Linked DNA regions of Mus musculus: region 1 is linked to region 2. A link is a contact called in public HiChIP or PLAC-seq data. All regions are on one chromosome and are shown on one strand. The core of a region is the stretch at or near the end of the contact, and the rest is flanking DNA. Distances in the headings are between cores, read along the strand shown.

Region 1 (3,880 bases), core at 1,237-3,736, 62 kb after region 2:
CCTGCCTAAGCTCTGGAACTGGCTGCGATACCAGCCCCCACCCAGCTTCCCTTGAATCTACAAATTTAAACACACACACACACACACACACACACACACACACACGTGCTGGGCGGTGGTGGTGCACGCCTTTGATCCCAGCACTCAGGAGGCAGAGCAGGCAGATTTGTGAGTTCAAGGCCAGCCTGGTCTACAAAGTGAGTTCCAGGACAGCCAGGACTATACGGAGAAACCCTGTCTCGAAAAACCAAAACCAAAACAAACAAACAAACAACCCCACCCCCACACGCACCAGTTAACCTTAAAACGCCTTTGCTAACTCAATGACTGAGCACTGCTAAACCTCTTCTGCCACTCCAGGTATAATCGGACAGAGTGTCCATTAGCCACTCAAAAAGGAAAACTCACATGGCTGGTTGGCATTATCTCCTACAGCTCCTCCTTCTTCTTCCCCAGCTCTCTCCATTCTGCCTTCGTCCTCCCACTCAACTCTAAGTGTCCCTCCCCATTCTCAGTCATCGGGCGCTGGTATCTTTATTGATGGATCAAGAGCCAGTTGGAGAACCTGAGCATTAGAACTAACCCCTACACTGTCCTGATTCATTTCTTTTAGTTTTTTCTTCTGTTTTGTTCAAAAAGTAGTCAGATTCTTGTTTGTCCTGTTCATCACTGTCGTAATGCTGACAGTCCAGGAATGTCCATGCAGAAAAATTCTCAAATTACCAAAGCTGCCATTTTCGTGTACCTAGCCTAGGTTGTAATTGTTGTGGTCCTGATAGGTGTGCAGTGACCTTGCATCTGAAAAATGAACTGAAGGCCTTTCAGCATGGTCTCAACATCAGCTTTGGGGCCGAGTGTGAAGTCTAGCATGCGCAGTGCTGCTGCCATAGGGAAGAGAAGGCTGGCGCCATGTCCCTGGGAGGTAGACCAGGAGTCTGGGGTATTGCTAGGTGTGTGAGACTGCACACCTCCCCCTTTTAAAAATAAGCTATTTGTAAAAGCAGTGGTGATGTCATGTTCAGATTCCACGAAGGAACTTTGAATTGCTGAGTGCCAGTAACTGCGAGGGGAAGCTTAAGTTCCAGAAAGAAAAACAACGCCATAATTTTTTTTTTTTTTTTTTTTTTTTTTTTTTTTTTTGCTAATCGCGTATTTTGGCTTTTGTAACTGTAGTTAGCTTGCAACTGCGGGATGGGAACCTTGAGGGCTTTCCAGGCTCAGAGATGAATGAACTTGGGTCCGGAATACCCAGCTGTAGTCACCTGCGGCTGGAAGAAAGGCTTTCCATTGGCTCATAGGCAGTGTTCAAGTGCTCCTTGGTGGGAACCCCATAATAGTCGACTATAAATAAAAGATTATATTAGGATATTTTAGAACTTTCCCTGTGCTCGAATTACAGCAAAGAAAGGAAGGACTAAAACCTAGGCTACGAGAAAAAAAAAAAAAAAAAAAAAAGCCGGGCGGTGGTGGCGCACGCCTTTAATCCCAGCACTTGGGAGGCAGAGGCAGGCAGATTTCTGAGTTCGAGGCCAGCCTGGTCTACAAAGTGAGTTCCAAGGACAGCCAGGGCTATACAGAGAAACCCGGTCTTGAAAAACAAAACAAACCAAAAACCAAAACAAACAAACAAAAACCTAGGCTACGGAACAGGTTCTTAGCAGTAGCCTTTGGTGGTTGATTGCAAAGACTTTCTTCAGCGCACAAACAGAAAAATTAAAACCGAAACATTACACTGGCAAGAAAAACAGCCATGAATCTTTTATTCTGTATGTTACAGCCCGGCGTATAATCCCATTACAATATCCAACACATACCTGTAATCAATCCCATTTACAGGGTTTTGAAATTGTTATAGCCTTTATCTTTCAATAAATAAACATTGAGAGCAGCATATTTTAACTATGACATTCCAGTGCTGGAACTCAGCAAAACGACGAGAAAATGAACAAAAAGCATAGAGAAGTAACCAGTAAGTGCCGTGTTGGAACGAGAGCTAATTCTAATCTAACTGCTTTCCACAACGGAGAGACATGTTACCCTAAACCACCAAGCTCCGTGTCCATCGAGCCTAGGCTTCTCAGCCCACAACCTGCAGGGAAACAGGAGAGACACGAGAGATCTTTCCGCAGATATCAGAATGTCCCAGGGCAGTGCCAAATGAAGCACCCAATTTGCCGAGACCCAACCAATCCTAACTGCCTGCCTGAGCGGCGCGGTTTCCTCTGGGAAATCGGGCTCTTGGGGAAGTTGTTGCTCCAGCTAAAACTCTAAAATCCGGTGGCTAACCCGCTGGAGCCAGCCTTGCCTCCGGAGGAGCTCACCAGACAGAAACTACAATCTCAGCAGCCACTGGGCTCGAGTCCGCCTTGCCGCGGGAGGAGCCCATAAGAGACTACAATTCCCAGCAGCCACTGGGCTCCGGCCTGCCGCTGACTGGGTGGGTCGGTGATCGCAGTGGGCGGGGAAGTGGGCCTCTCGGGCGCCTAGTCGTGACGGCGACTGAGGGCGACTTCCACGCGGTTCCCGGCTGCTTTCGCTTGGCACAGGGACTCCTCCGAGAAGATGCCGAAGGCCAAGTCCGCAGCGAGTAGCCGCCGGCGGGATCGTCAGGAGCAGCGCCGGGAGCTGAAGCGAGCTGGAGGTGCGGTGTGGAGGATGCTTGGGACTGACCCGCGGCGGGGGAGCCCTACGGTGGCCTGCGCCTCTAGCCGCCCCGAGGAGGGTGGGCGCTCAGCGCTGACCCTTCCCCGCGCGCGCCTGGTCTTCCTTGCCAGCAGGAGGGATGGATGGACTCAAAGATACATCCCAACCCCGGCCGGGAGCGCGGCGCTTGTGGATGCATTGGAGCAGAAACCGTCCCGGGTCCATCCTGCTTCTCTGGGACGGCCTGAGATCGGTTCTTGAAAAGTTGGGAAATTAAGGCTGCTTCGTGTTTTATTTCAGGACTCATGTTCAACACAGGGATCGGACAACACATTTTGAAAAATCCTCTAATTGTTAACAGCATCATCGATAAGGTGGGTGTTAACGATGAAAGGCAGAGCGTTTGTGGATTGTATTTTTCTGACTACTTAATGCCTGTATGCCTAAGTTGCATGCCCATAATTATCCCAGCATTTGGGGAAGCTGAGGCAGGGTGATATGCTCGACCGCAGCCTACATACTAAGAAAATATAAACCAAGATAGGGTGCCTGACAGAATAGTTGCTCTGTATGTATATGTTGGATGGGTTGAGAATTGCCCAGTGATTTCCAGATTATTTCCACTTTTTGGAGGCTCCATCTTGTTTTTGGAACTGGGTCTCATGTAATTCAGGGTGGCCTCAAACATGGTGTGTGTCAAAGCCAGCCTTGAACTCCACTTTGCAAGCGTGTATCATTTTGATCACTTTCTAAGTACATCATCGTTACTCTTTTTATTCCAGACCGTAAATTTACGTCCAAATCACACTGAGTTTGTTCCTCAGGAAAAGATATGGTACTGCATATGAACTGTTTGGAGGATTCCTTCTGTATGGGTTACTGTGCTGTGCTTATGGAGGATTGAGGGCCTGGAGGTAAAATACAGACGGTACAGGGAGCATCCTGGAGCCATAGAGTATAGTTCTCCAGTCTCACCGAATATTCTACTCATAAGCATATGCACACTGGTAACGTTTTGTATGGTTACTATATTCTTAAAACTGTACAGTGGTTAAGAATTGAGAAATCTTTTCCATTTGAATGCACTCTTTCCCATTTGAACTCTTTGGAAGTTACAATTAGTTACAGTTTGCTGGAATTATTGCCAATGTAGAAAGCAGGAACCCACCAGTAGAACCGATTGCTCTTGCTTTTGTTCTGGCTCCAGAAGCTGAGTATATCCCCTAAGTTAGGAAAT
Region 2 (3,740 bases), core at 648-3,147:
TGGACCTAGAATAGAAAGGAAGAAAAAGAAAGAAAGAAAGAAAGAAAACGAAGTTAATTTTAACTGGTAAAACTTATACATGAACATGTAAGCTTGGTACATTCATATTCTGTGTAATATTTGAAGCAAGTTAAACATAACATTCAAACCCTAAGTTTCTGAAATATAAATGCTATTGTTCAATAGTTACCTTATTGTACAGTGGCACACAAGAACTTCCCCACTTACCACATTCTGCCCCCCCCTTGCACACAGCCTCTGAAGCTACCACTCTCCTCTCAACTTCTGAAATTAACCTTTTCTTATTTCATATAAATAAGATCATGTAGTGCTTGTCTTTTGGGGAAAAACAACTTTTAAAAACAGTATTGTTACCCTGTATTTTAAATGTATAATTTATATAAGTTTATGAGTTATAAAAAGAGATTATACATTCAAGCAATGTAGAGTAAGTAAATCAAGCTAGTTAATATACCCAGCACCTCAAATGCTTAATGGTTTATGAGCTATCTCAAAGTAAAGAGGGCCCTACAGTTGGACAAGACAATTTACCTATGTATCTCCCAAAGAGAAAAGCTTACTGCTTTCCTCAAAGTCTCTGTCCCTCATAAATAGGAACTGCTAAGCTTAATGTACGAATAAGCCAGATCCAATCTCAAAGAAGCAAACTGATCCAGAACCAGAAAGCAAACTCAACTAGGAAGTCACTGAAAACTTAACAGCAGCTGGCAATCAATGGGAATGGAACCTAAATAGCCTGTTGTCTTAGTAGGGGCTTCTATTGCTATACTAACACACCATGACCGAAAGGAAGTCAGTATGGGAAATGAAAGCAGGAGCCTGCTGGACAGGAGCACGGAGGAGTGCTGCCCACTCAGTCTGCTTACTCACCACAAGCACAAGTGTGGCGGTGCTCAGGGAGCTGGGCCCACCCACAGCAATCAACAATCCAGAAAATTTACCACAGGCTTGCCCACAGGTCAGTCCGCTGGGCATATTCTCCCAGTTGAGGTTCCCTCTTTCTAAATCACTCTAGCTGTGTCAAGTAGACATAAAACCAACCAACACACCTTGTCTTGTTTCTATAGGAGTTAAAAAGTTAAGCCGAGACTAGAGTGAGAATTGTACAAAAACAAAACCTAAGGGGCTGGTGAGATGGCTCAACAGATAAGAGCACCCGACTGTTCTTCTGAAGGTCCTGAGTTCAATTCCCAGCAACCACATGGTGGCTCACAACCATCCCTAACAAGATCTGGCGTCCTCTTCTGGAGTGTCTGAAGACAGCTACAGTGTACTTACATATAATAAATAAATAAATCTTTAAAAAAAACAAAAAAAAAAAAAAAAAACAAAACCTAAGTAGTATAAGCATTATGTAGTTTAGCAATCTGTAACTGCCAGAAAGAAACCTAACTGTCTACTGTGAGTAAATCTCCTGAAAACAAACAAAGCTCAAATAACCTTGAGACGCAAGGGGTGGTGCCACCAGACAGAACTGGCAGGTTGAACAGGCCCAAAACCTGGGGAGTCTCAGGACTGAGAAGGCCAGGCGTGTGTGGGGCCAGATCCTTTCCCAACTCCCTGATCTGGAACACATAACCACGACAGTGACGATCGGTCACAGTAGCACAAAAACCTGGAGTTCTCCACGCTACTGAGGAATGCAGACAGGCCCTGAGTGTTTAGTCAGTGAACCTCCCTTCCTGGGCAGTCCTTTCTGAAAAAAGGGATTTAATCTCTAGGTCACCCCAAGTAAGGTGTATGCATTCACACCCGACATCAAATAAAGCAGCTTGGACAAGCAGGAAGTGTCTCCTTCATCAAGGATCACAGGGGAGGAAGGCCTTCCTTGGGAAGAGCTGCACCCACATCTCCTAGAGAAGGCATTTTCACTCAGAACCAAACTGCATTCCACCTGTCCCAGGCTTAGCCATCCCTTTCCTGCCTGGCACAAAGACACCCTGAGGAGAAGTGCGGATCCTCAGACTGTTCCCACCTCCCTGCGGTCCCCAGCAGAATCTGGGGACACAGGAGGCCTGGAACCACAGCTCAGACTCCTCTGTTTTTCACCAGGGAATCATGAACTGGGACCTCTATTGTGAACTGTTTTGCCTCCTCTTAGTGCTTCAGGCACCCCAGCAGCGAGGCAGACCTGAAGCCGGACAGACCTTTAAAGATACCACACTAAATGGACAGCTTATTGTTCCCCTTGGCAGAGAGAACAAGAAAGGATAACAGTCCCCAAGAGACGCTGAGGTTCAGTTTTCCTTACAGCTCCACCTACCCAAGTCTTGACCCAACTGGTGGGTAATCTAGTCTCTGTACTGCCCTCTGCCTTCTAAGCATTTCAGCTGCTTCTATGACTAGGTTCTTCTCCAGGACGTACTCCCATACTCCTCCATGCCAGGGAGTAGTCGCAGCTGGCTTGTCTGAGGGACCTCTCCCCTCCTCCTGTCCTTGAAGCTCGTTTCTCTCTGAAGCCTTTTTTTTTTTTTTTAATTTAAAAGTACTCCACAACCACTATATATGAAGCAATGATTTTCCTGTCATTAAGACGTAAAGTTTAAGGATACTCTTGATTAGTTCTCTGTTCCCAGTTCAATTAGTTGCTCAAGGCAATCAACAAACAATAATGAAGCACACCAGGCACTAGGGTGAAGAATGAATTAAGTCAGTCTGTCCAATGCATCCTGAAACTGACCTTCGAATCGAAGTTATTTAGCAAACGACTATTGTGTATAAAGTACAATGATCAAATATCTAAATTTGCTTTGTCATGTTCTTTTCCATCTCTGTCCTTTCTATCTTACTGCTCTATACGGCTAACAAATCATCTGAGCTTCTCTAACCACTTCGTACAGCAAGCACTCTCTAGAGAAATCCCCCCAAGTGCTACTGCACCTGTCACGTGGCTCTGGAGCTATTATGTTTACAACAAAAGAAGTATCATATTCAAAGCTGACTTCCAATGCCATCCTTGCAGGAAAGAACACAGTCCATCTTTCTCAGATTCACATTCAGTGTATGACCAGGATTAGGGCACTTAGGCTATTTTAACTGAATAGTAAATGACAAAACTATCACAAACTACAACTTACCTTCAAGAGTTTGCATCATTTCTAGAAGTACAGGAGTAAGAGTTTGATTATATTCGTGGAATATATCTATAAATAATACTTCAGTGCAAGGCTAGAAGGGGAGAAAAAGAACAAACTCCTAGTAAAAAGAAGAATGTCACATTACATTGGCTATTACAATGAAGCAAAGAAACATTCAGTCTTCAAATTCTAAATCAAATATTACCAACTGTTAGTTTCCTACAAAACAGAGCTACTGTGGCTAGGGCTGTGGCTGTGGCTGTGGCTGTGGCTGTGGCTGGGGCTGGGGCTGGGGCTGGGGCTGGGACTGGGGCTGGGACTGGGGCTGGGGCTGGGGCTCAGTGCAGGACACACGTGAAGCCTGGCTTCTAGCCCTAGCAAAGTTTTTTTTTTTTAATTACAAAGGAATGAAGGATGTTAATTCACAACAAAACCTGCTTTTCATTTTTGTGATCATTTAGTATTAGATACTCAAAGTATCTTTAATTTGCTGTACTTTAAAGTAGCCATACTCATTTAAATGTAAGTAAAATGACTGAGTATCTAAGGACAGAGGTGATATATTTAATAATGTGTTTTCACAGACATGACTATCCACTGCAGTTCATAAATTCAATTCACCATGAAAAATAACATTTCTTT

What was found. HiChIP or PLAC-seq counts read pairs in DNA pulled down with a chosen protein or histone mark.
Region 1: a contact with region 2 is called in an H3K27ac HiChIP or PLAC-seq map of embryonic stem cells, with 7 read pairs. The contact joins the promoter of Dimt1 here to the enhancer-like site in region 2. A contact is called at or near these places in 1 of 484 Hi-C or Micro-C datasets (the N1E-115 cell line), 4 of 115 datasets of contacts at active chromatin or transcription factors (the SCID.adh cell line and embryonic stem cells) and 3 of 9 other capture datasets (adipose tissue, liver and pancreatic islet).

Annotation. Positions count from the first base shown.
Region 1 is chr13:106,944,643-106,948,522 of GRCm38.p6, forward strand. It overlaps Dimt1 (DIM1 dimethyladenosine transferase 1-like (S. cerevisiae)), which reads left to right and starts at 2,487. Exons shown (of 12, transcript NM_025447.4): 1 at 2,487-2,641; 2 at 2,944-3,017. The coding sequence starts at 2,563.
Region 2 is chr13:106,883,569-106,887,308 of GRCm38.p6, forward strand. It overlaps Ipo11 (importin 11), which reads right to left. Exons shown (of 30, transcript NM_029665.4): 13 at 3,099-3,189; 14 at 1-5. Among named protein-coding and RNA genes, the nearest start is that of Lrrc70, 49 kb to the left of the region's middle. Within about 2 kb of position 1,898, at least 14 of the 459 cell types and tissues checked have an H3K27ac peak or open chromatin away from gene starts, as enhancers often do. A contact at or near this core is called in embryonic stem cells, where this site is marked.